Linked DNA regions of Mus musculus: region 2 is linked to region 1. The links are chromatin contacts, called in public HiChIP or PLAC-seq maps. All regions are on one chromosome and are shown on one strand. Each heading gives the region's core, a stretch centred on a gene start, on an enhancer-like site or on the middle of the called end of the contact. The rest is flanking DNA. Distances are from core to core; before and after follow the strand shown. Region 1 has its middle 2.7 kb from the start of Gm40349. Region 2 has its middle 19 kb from the start of Ache.

Evidence for each region. HiChIP or PLAC-seq counts read pairs in DNA pulled down with a chosen protein or histone mark.
Region 2: an H3K4me3 HiChIP or PLAC-seq map of embryonic stem cells shows a contact between it and region 1, with 2.8 times the contacts expected there. The contact joins two enhancer-like sites. A contact is called at or near these places in 3 of 484 Hi-C or Micro-C datasets (bone marrow-derived macrophages, embryonic fibroblasts and embryonic stem cells), 8 of 115 datasets of contacts at active chromatin or transcription factors (craniofacial prominence, embryonic basal ganglia, embryonic stem cells and 5 more) and 3 of 9 other capture datasets (adipose tissue, liver and pancreatic islet).

The regions. Positions count from the first base shown.
Region 1 is chr5:137,186,987-137,191,366 of GRCm38.p6, reverse strand. It overlaps the pseudogene Gm20768. Among named protein-coding and RNA genes, the nearest start is that of Gm40349, 2.7 kb to the right of the region's middle. Within about 2 kb of position 1,721, at least 85 of the 459 cell types and tissues checked have an H3K27ac peak or open chromatin away from gene starts, as enhancers often do. A contact at or near this core is called in embryonic stem cells and intestinal crypt epithelium, where this site is marked.
Region 2 is chr5:137,266,566-137,270,945 of GRCm38.p6, reverse strand. No RefSeq gene overlaps it. Among named protein-coding and RNA genes, the nearest start is that of Ache, 19 kb to the left of the region's middle. Within about 2 kb of position 2,150, at least 48 of the 459 cell types and tissues checked have an H3K27ac peak or open chromatin away from gene starts, as enhancers often do. A contact at or near this core is called in embryonic stem cells and intestinal crypt epithelium, where this site is marked.

The DNA of each region.
Region 1 (4,380 bases), core at 472-2,971:
ACCGGCTGACCTCTGTTCTCCCAGCACTAGGATTAAAGATCTGTGTCTCCATGCCAGCCAGATCTACATCTTTGTCACCTGTTAGACCCAGCAGCCGGCAGAACAGAGCTATTCTCTGTCATCACAAGGCCCTGATGGAAAAGTTATCACAGCAGCTGTGCCAAGACCAATCAGTGCGATTCAGGTAGAGGGTAAAATAATGCTTACGGTTTTAGAAATTATAAGTCATGAATTGTCAATTCATGAAAAAGACTGACAGATTACTGTTGGTTTTCTCGTTGGGTTTTTGTTTTATTTTATTTAGAGTACTGGGAATTGAATCTAGGGCTTCATTTATGATAGAAAAAAAGTGCTCTGCCACTGAGCCACGCCCCCAGTCCCTCACTGGGGGGTTCTAGGCTGGGGCTCTACCACTGAGCCACGCCCCTAGCCCCCTCACTGTGGGATTCTAGGCAGGAGCTCTACCACTGAGCCACACCCCCAGCCCCTCACTGGGGGATTCTAGTCAGGGGCTCTATCACTGAGCCACGCCCCCAGCCCCTCACTGGGGGATTCTAGGCAGGGACTCTACCACTGAGCCACACCTCCAGCCCCTCACTGGGGGATTCTAGGCAGGAGTTCTACCACTGAGCCACGCCCCCTGCCCCTCACTGAGGTATTCTAGGCAGGGGCTCTACCACTGAGTCATATATCCAGCTCATTCTTGTGTGGATGAATGGGAGTCGGATATTCTATTCCCATCCATATCAGATACTCTCTCTGTGAATACGCGTGGTGTGTGTGTGTGTGTGTGTGTGTGTGTGTGTGTGTGTGTGTGTGTAAGAGAGAAGGAGAGGGAGAAAAGGTCTGTAGGAGGCAGAGGTTAGCATAGAGATCTTCCTCAATCACTTCCCACTTTTAAAAAGTTTGTTGTTGTTGTTTTAACTTTTAAAATTTACTCTTGTCTCACATTAAGGTATATTCTGACTACAGTTTCCACTCCATCCTCCCCTCGCACTCCCATTTCCTCTCTTTTCATTTCCCTTCAGAAAACAGCAGGTCTCCCAGGGATATCAACCAAACATGGTGTATCACGTTGTAATAGGATTAGGTGCCTCCCCTTGTTTTAATGCTGGATGAGGCAACCCAGTAGGACGGAAAGCAGGCAGAAGAGTCAGATATACCCCCAACTCCTTCTGTTAGGAGTTCCACAAGAAGATTAAGCTACACATATTAAGACAGAGTCTCTTGCTAAGCACGGAGCTTCCTGCTTTGACTAGATTGTACAGTAAGGCCTTAGCATCCTTTTGTTCTGTCTCCCCAGGGCCAGGACTAAGGATGTGTTTTACCACACCTGGCTTTTCATGTAGATGCTCAGCACCCAAACTCAGGTCCTACTGCTTAAGCTGCAAACATTTTGCTGACTAAGAAATGTCCACAGCCTACTTGGTTGTTGTTGTTGTTGTTGTTGTTGTTGTTGTTGTTGTTGTTGTTGCTATGACAAATGACCTGACAGCAGCAACTTTAGGAAAGAACAGTTTCTTTTATTCCATCTGGGATCCCAGCCAGTGGGATGGTACCGCCCATACCCGGGGTTGGCTTTCCCTCCTGATCTATAATTCTCTGGAAACACCCTCAAAGATGGACCCGAAAGAGTCTAGGTGTGTCTAGATGATTCCAAATCCAGACAAGCTGACAGTGAAGATTGGCTGCTGCAGATGTGATATAAGAAATGGTGCTGCGGGGCGGAGCCGCGGCGGGCCTCTGGGCGGAGGTAACCGTGTTTCCGTTGAGGTCTCTGGGCTGCTCGGGCTCGGAGGGGTGGCCCCGGGGATCGCGGCGCGGCCTGGGGCCCGGTGGTGGCCCAGCGGCTTGCTGCCGAGCCCGGGGGCGAAGGAAGCGGCTCTTCCTCTCCAGCCCCTGCCCTCCGTGCTCGGGCGCACACCTCCTCCCTGACGCATTTTGCCGCACAAGCTGTAATATGGCCGCAGCGACGGCGGCCTGGCTCCCAGGAGCTAGGTTCGTGTTGGAGGCTTCGGAACCCAGAGAAGGAGCGCTGCGGCGTGGAGCAAAACAATTGGCTCGGGCATCCTTGGTGGATTTTTGGTTTTTATTGTTTCCCCCAACTTAAAGACTGAAGTGTTGGAACCATGGGGATAAAGGTCCAGCGTCCTCGATGGTTTTTTTTTTTTTTTGTTTTTGTTTTTGTTTTGTTTTTTTTTTTTTTACATTGCCATTAATAATCAACCTGCTAGAAGAGTTGTCTTTGAATTATTTTCCCAGTGTATATCCCAAAACATGTGAGAACTTTCGCTGCCTTTGTACAGGTGGAAAAGGGACAGGGAAATCAACTCAGAAGCCATTACATTATAAGAGCTGTCTCTTTCATAGAGTTGTCAAGGATTTCATGGTTCAGGGTGGTGACTTCAGTGAAGGGAATAGAAGAGGAGGAGAATCTATTTATGGAGGATTCTTTGAAGATGAGAGTTTTGCTGTTAAACTCAGCAAAGAGTTTCTCTTATCAATGGCCAACAGAGGAAAGGATACAAATAGTTCTCAGTTCTTTATAGCAACAAAACCAACTCCTCATTTAGATGGGCACCATGTTGTTTTTGGGCAAGTGATCTCTGGTCAGGAAGTTGTGAGAGAGATTGAAAACAAGAAAACAGATGCTGCTAGCAAACCATTTGCTGAAGTTCGGATACTCAGTTGTGGAGAGCTGATTCCGATGTCTAAGGTTAAGAAAGAAGAAAAGAAAAGGCATAAGTTTCCCCCCCCCCCCCAACCAGTGACTCAGATAGCTCACCCGATTCTCCGTCCTCCTCCGAGTCTTCTGATTCTGAAAGTGCTTCTGAAGAAAAATCCAGAAAGAGGAAAAAGAAACATAGGAAAAATTCTCGAAAGCATAAGAAGAAGAAGCGAAAGAAAAGCAAGAAAAGCCCATCTGAAAGTGAAGCAGAAAATGTTGATGCACAGCCCCAGTCTACTCTCTGTCCAGAAGAGATCCCTCCTATACCAGAAAATAGATTTTTAATGAGAAAAAGTCCTCCTAAAGCCGATGACAAGGAGAGGAAAAACAGAGAGAGAGAGAGAGAGAGAGAGAGAGAGAGAAATCCCACCTAACTCCCAGCCTGCTTCATACCAGCGACGATTCTTTTTTTTTTTTTTTTTTTTTTTTTTAAAGATCTTATGAGCCATTTTTTTTTTAAATTTTATTTATTTTATTATTATATGTAAGTACACTGTAGCTGTCTTCAGACACACCAGAAGAGGGAGTCAGATCTTGTTACGGATGGTTGTGAGCCACCATGTGGTTGCTGGGATTCGAACTCTGGACCTTCGGAAGAGCAGTCGGGTGCTCTTACCCACTGAGCCATCTCACCAGCCCACCAGCGACGATTCTTAGTTACTAGGTCTGGCAGGAAAATTAAAGGAAGAGGACCGAGGCGTTATCGAACTTCTTCCAGATCCAGATCGAGGGATCGATTCAAACGAAGTGAGACTCCTCCACATTGGAGACAAGAGATGCAGAGAGCTCAGAGAATGAGGGTGTCAAGTGGTGAAAGATGGATCAAAGGGGATAAGAGTGAGTTAAATGAAATATAAGAAAATCAAAGGAGCCCAGTTAGAGTAAAAGAGAAAAAAATAACAGATCACAGACACATGTCTGAAAAAGATGATAAATAGAACAAAAACAAAGTGAAGAAAAGAGGCAAATCCAAGAGTAGGAGCAAGAGCAAAGAGAGATCCAAGAGTAAGGAGCGAGACTCGAAGCACAGCAGACACGAAGACAAGAGGGTGAGGTCAAGAAGTAAAGAAAGGGATCACGAGACTACTAAAGAAACAGAAAAACCACTGGATCTTAAAGGGAAAGATCAGGAAAGGAGTAGAAGCAAAGAGAACTCCAAACAGGTAGAACAAAAAAGTAATGAACATGACCATAGCAAAAGTAAAGAAAAGGATAGACGTGCACAGTCCAGGAGTAGAGAACGGGATCTGACTAAAAGTAAACACAGTTACAACAGTAGAACAAGGGAGCGAAGCAGGAGTAGGGACAGGAGCAGAAGAGTGCAGTCCAGAAGCCATGACAGAGATCACAGCAGAAGCAAGGAGTACCATAGATACAGAGAACAGGAGGACGATCGAGAAGTAAAGATAGGAGGAGGAGAAGGAGGGATTCCCGGAGCTCAGAGAGAGAAGAAAGTCAAAGTAGAAACAAAGAAAAATATAGACGCCAAGAAAGTAAGAGTTCACACAGAAAAGAAAATTCTGAGGGTGAGAAAAGAACGTACTCTAAAAGTCATGATCATAATAGCTCAAATAATAACAGGGGAAAAAAGGCTGATAGAGAGCAAAGTCCAGTGTCAAAAACAAAGCAAAGCGGTCAGGACAATGAAGTGA
Region 2 (4,380 bases), core at 901-3,400, 79 kb before region 1:
CATGTGCGTTCACTATCTTGACAAAAGTTTCTGGATCAGTGGTGAGGTGGAGCATCTCAGAGCGACAGGATAGAGGAAGCTGTTGCTTACTTTATGGGTCCGTGGGAGGAAGGGGTAAAATGTTGGGGTTGTCTTTGTGTGCATGGCCCGGATACCTCAAAGATCTCCCGCTAAACCTCAATTTGTGTATTAGTTACCAAATCCCCGATGTAAACCACCGAAGGGAAAAGTACTTATTTGAGTTCACTGTTTCAGAGGGCTCAGAGCATCGCCACAGGATGGTGTGGAACAGGAGACTAGGAAACCAAGGAAGAGAGACAGACATCTCCTGGGACAATGATCCGCCCCAGTGACCTACTTCTACTTAAGTTCTTCCATCCCTTCCCCCTCCCTTTCACTATGTACTCCAGACTTGTCTGGAACTCACAATCCTCCTGCCTCCACCTCCCAAGACAGCATATGTGCCACACACCTGGTGTTCATGCCTTTTCTTTCTGAGTTGAGCATGGTAGTCCACAGTGTGACTATTCTATGATTTCCTGGTGGTACCCTCCCCCACCCACCAACCCACACCACGGTTGAACCAAGGGTCTGGAGCAGGCTATACAATCACTGCACACCCAGCTCTCATTGCAGAGTGGCCATAACCCAACTTGGGTTGCTGCCATTTTTTTTTAAACTAGAGCCGTAATTAACCAGAGGGCAACAGACATCTGTGGAAATGCGTGCCTGAACAGAGAAGAGGGTGGGTAGGAGGCTGTGGGGAACGGGATTATTTAACAAGGTGCACATATGTATCTGAGTGAACATATGTGCACCATATCCATGCAGGAGTCCTTAGAGGTCAGAGGAGGGCTACAGATCCACTGGAACTGAAGTTACAGATGGCCATGAGCCAACTCATACAGGTGTGGTGGAGCAAACCAGGGTCCTCCACAGAGCACTACCCGCTCTTACTTGGTCCTCCACAGAGCAGTACTCGCTCTTACTTGGTCCTCCACAGAGCAGTACCCGCTCTTACTTGGTCCTCCACAGAGCAGTACCCGCTCTTACTTGGTCCTCCAAGGAGCACTACCCGCTCTTACTTGGTCCTCCACAGAGCACTACCCGCTCTTACTTGGTCCTCCACAGAGCACTACCTGCTCTTACTTGGTCCTCCACAGAGCAGTACCCGCTCTTACTTGGTCCTCCACAGAGCAGTACCTGTTCTTACTTGGTCCTCCACAGAGCACTACCCACTCTTACTTGCTCAGCTGTCTCCCAACCAATTCAGAATCACGCTAGACGGACTGGGGCTATTCAGCTCAGTGGTAAAGTGCTTGCAAGCATTCCGGATGCCCCAGGGTTTGATCCCCAGTGCTACCCAAATTTTTTTTTTAAAAAATCAAATCATCTTCTGTTTTTCTTTTGAAAACTGTGTTCTTGTACACTTTGTATGTGGTTGATGGTCTATCTGCTGAGGAGTGTACTTTGTAGATCTTCCACTGTACTCTTGTCTCTTCCTCCTCCCACACATCTCTCCCTCTCCCAAAGACAACCCCCCAAATCTTGTATGTGTCCTTTTTAATTATTTTGTGTGTGTGTGCATGCGTGTATGCGTGTATGTGTGTTCGTAACACACCGCCCCTCCCCACCCCCACTTCCTCCCTCCCCATCCCCTCACCTCCAACTCCAACTCTCACTTCTTCACTTCCTACCTTATTTTTCCAGACAAGGTCTCTCACTGATCTGGAGTTCCCACATTGGTGAGGCGAGCTACCCAGTGAGCCCCTGGGACCTGCCTGTCTGTCTCCCCAGCCCTGGTTGTTACAGGCCTCGCACTGTCTTGCCTATGGGCTCTGAGAGACTTGAACCCTCCCGCCATTGCCTTCCACACTAAAGCAGCATTTTTGTCCCGGTGGCTAGCTGTCTTCCCTTCCTGGGACCCAGTCCAGTTCTTCTGATAGTGAAAAGACTTAGGTTAAATTCTGCGTTATTCCCCGTGGAGTCACAGTCTGAGTCCCACAGCTGTGGACAGAGGGTCGAGGGGACTTGAAGCAAAGCTGAAAGGCTGACAGGGCTTTGTTCTGGTCCTTTGTCTACAGGAGGCAGGGGAGGAAGGCGGAGTCCTTGGAAAGGATGGAGTCATGGGGGACAGGAAGGCCAAGGGTGGGGCTCTCCCACCTGGCCCCTAGTAGGCCTGCCCTAGCTTCCTGTTCCCTCCCTTTCTACAGCACTGATGTCCGGGTAGCGGGGAGAAGAGAGGGAGGCTGCGCAGCTCAAAGGTGAAATTGTTCTGTTTTCATTCCTGGCAGGGCAGAAAGCCAGTGCACCGCGTTGGGGCCAGGATCCACGGCTCACAGCTTCCACCCCCCACCCCACCCCCCCGGCTCTGGATCCGGTTCTGCTCCCAGCCTGCTGACGTCTATGTTGCTGCTCAGTCTCCTTTGGCTCCTCAGAGCCTCCCCTGGGGAAGCAGGTGAGGGGGGAGCTGCAGTGAGAGAGGGGCTGGTGAGACCCTCGGGACTCCTGATCAAGGATGGGCGGGGTGGGGCGGGGCGGGGTTGGCTGTGAGGCCTGCAGAGCAGGAAGAGGGGTCTCTCCCATCTCTGGCTGTCGAGGCTAGAAGGGGAGGAGAGAAGCCGCAGGCTTCTGATGCCTACACCTGCATCCTGGGGGCAGCAGCTGGCTGACAATGCTGCTTGGACTCTGCTTGCTGTCTGTCTCCCCTCTCTGCAGCTGCCAGCACTCCTCAGTCTACCCTCAACTCCCGAGCCCCTTTCAGGGGGAATTCTTCCTCCTTGTCCTGACACCTTTGCTCTTTTTATCGTCATTCACCACCACCACCATCACCACCACCACCACCACCACCACCACCACCACCACCACCATCACCATCACCACCATCACCACCACCACCACCACCACCACCATCATCACCATCACCACCATCACCACCACCACCATCATCACCATCACATCATCATCACCATCACCATCACCATCACCATCATCATCATCATCATCACTACTGCCACCTTCTCCTTCCTCACCTTCCTATCCCTGCTTCTGTTTCTCTCTTTCCTGCCCTCTCCTCCTCCTCTCTCTCTTTCCTCTTTCCTCTCTCCCCCTTTCTCTCCTCTCCACTCTGCCTTTTGCTGCTCACCTCGCCTTGGGGAACCTCAAAGCCTGCCTTGCTTTTCTCCCAGGATCTCCCAGGCTGGAGAGGCACAGTGGTTATCAGGGCATGGTGCTTACCCAGTGTGCAGGAGAGGCTCCCGGCTGGAGCACCAGCATCCCCTTCCCCAAAGGGAGGGGTAAACGAGCAAAGGGAGAAAAAAAAATAGCGCTGCCCCAAGACTATAAAGTGTGGGGCTCACACCTAAGGACCCCCAGTTCCTTTTTCCTCCCTCCTTTCTGACCTTTAGTGTTTGTTTCTGCTACAGCCCAACTGCAGAGCACTCCAGCGTCCCCTGCAGGCGACAGCTTTAGCAGACAGGGACCCAGCTGGGGAATCTTCATGCACCCTGCTTCCCCAGCGGCTGGGATGAGAGGTGACATCCCAGCTCATAGGAAAGGCATGCCTGAGTCCCTACACAGATGCTAAAGCCAGGTTACAAGAGATGGGGATGCTTCACGCTCACTCCCACTGTGGCTGTCTGATCCTTAGTGCTGTTATATGTAACACATGTGTTGTGTGTAATGAATGAAAGGGCCCAAGCTAGGAGTATTGTACATACCAGTAATTCTAGCACTCATGAGGCAGAGGTATGATGGCTGAGGGCACCTAAGCTGTGACTGACAGTTTTGCCAGGGAGAGATAAGTCTGTGTATTTGGAGGTATGGAGAGGACGCTTGCTGGACCAGTGTGATGACTCAGCACATAGAGATGTTGCTGACAAATCTGATCATCCGTGTTCCATCTCCAAGAGGAGAGAAAAGATGCTCAAGGTTGTCCTCTGGCTTCCACATTGCATTGTGGGTTCACGTTCCCTTCCTTACATATGTAATAAAATAAAATAAAATAAAATAAAACAAGCCAGGACAGAACCACTGTATAAAATGTGTATCCCCCACCGTGCATCACAGACCACAGAGGCCAGAGAGCACAATGGAGCTGAGGTTACAGGCAGCCTTAAGCTGCCTGACATGGATGCTGGGAGCCAAAGTCACCATGTTAGGAAGGGCAGCAAGCTCTCTGCTCAGACATCTCTTTCTGGATGCTTCCTCTTCTTCCAGGTCCCTTCATGCCTCGTGGTCCTCTCTGCCCATCCCTTAGTCTTAGCAGTCTATGGACTCCAGTCTCTTGTTCTCCTTTGGAGTTCCCTCTCTATCCTTTCCCTCTTGAGCTGATTTCTGTTTCTATGGTATGGGTCACCCTTCAGCCAAGCTCTGGGGGGT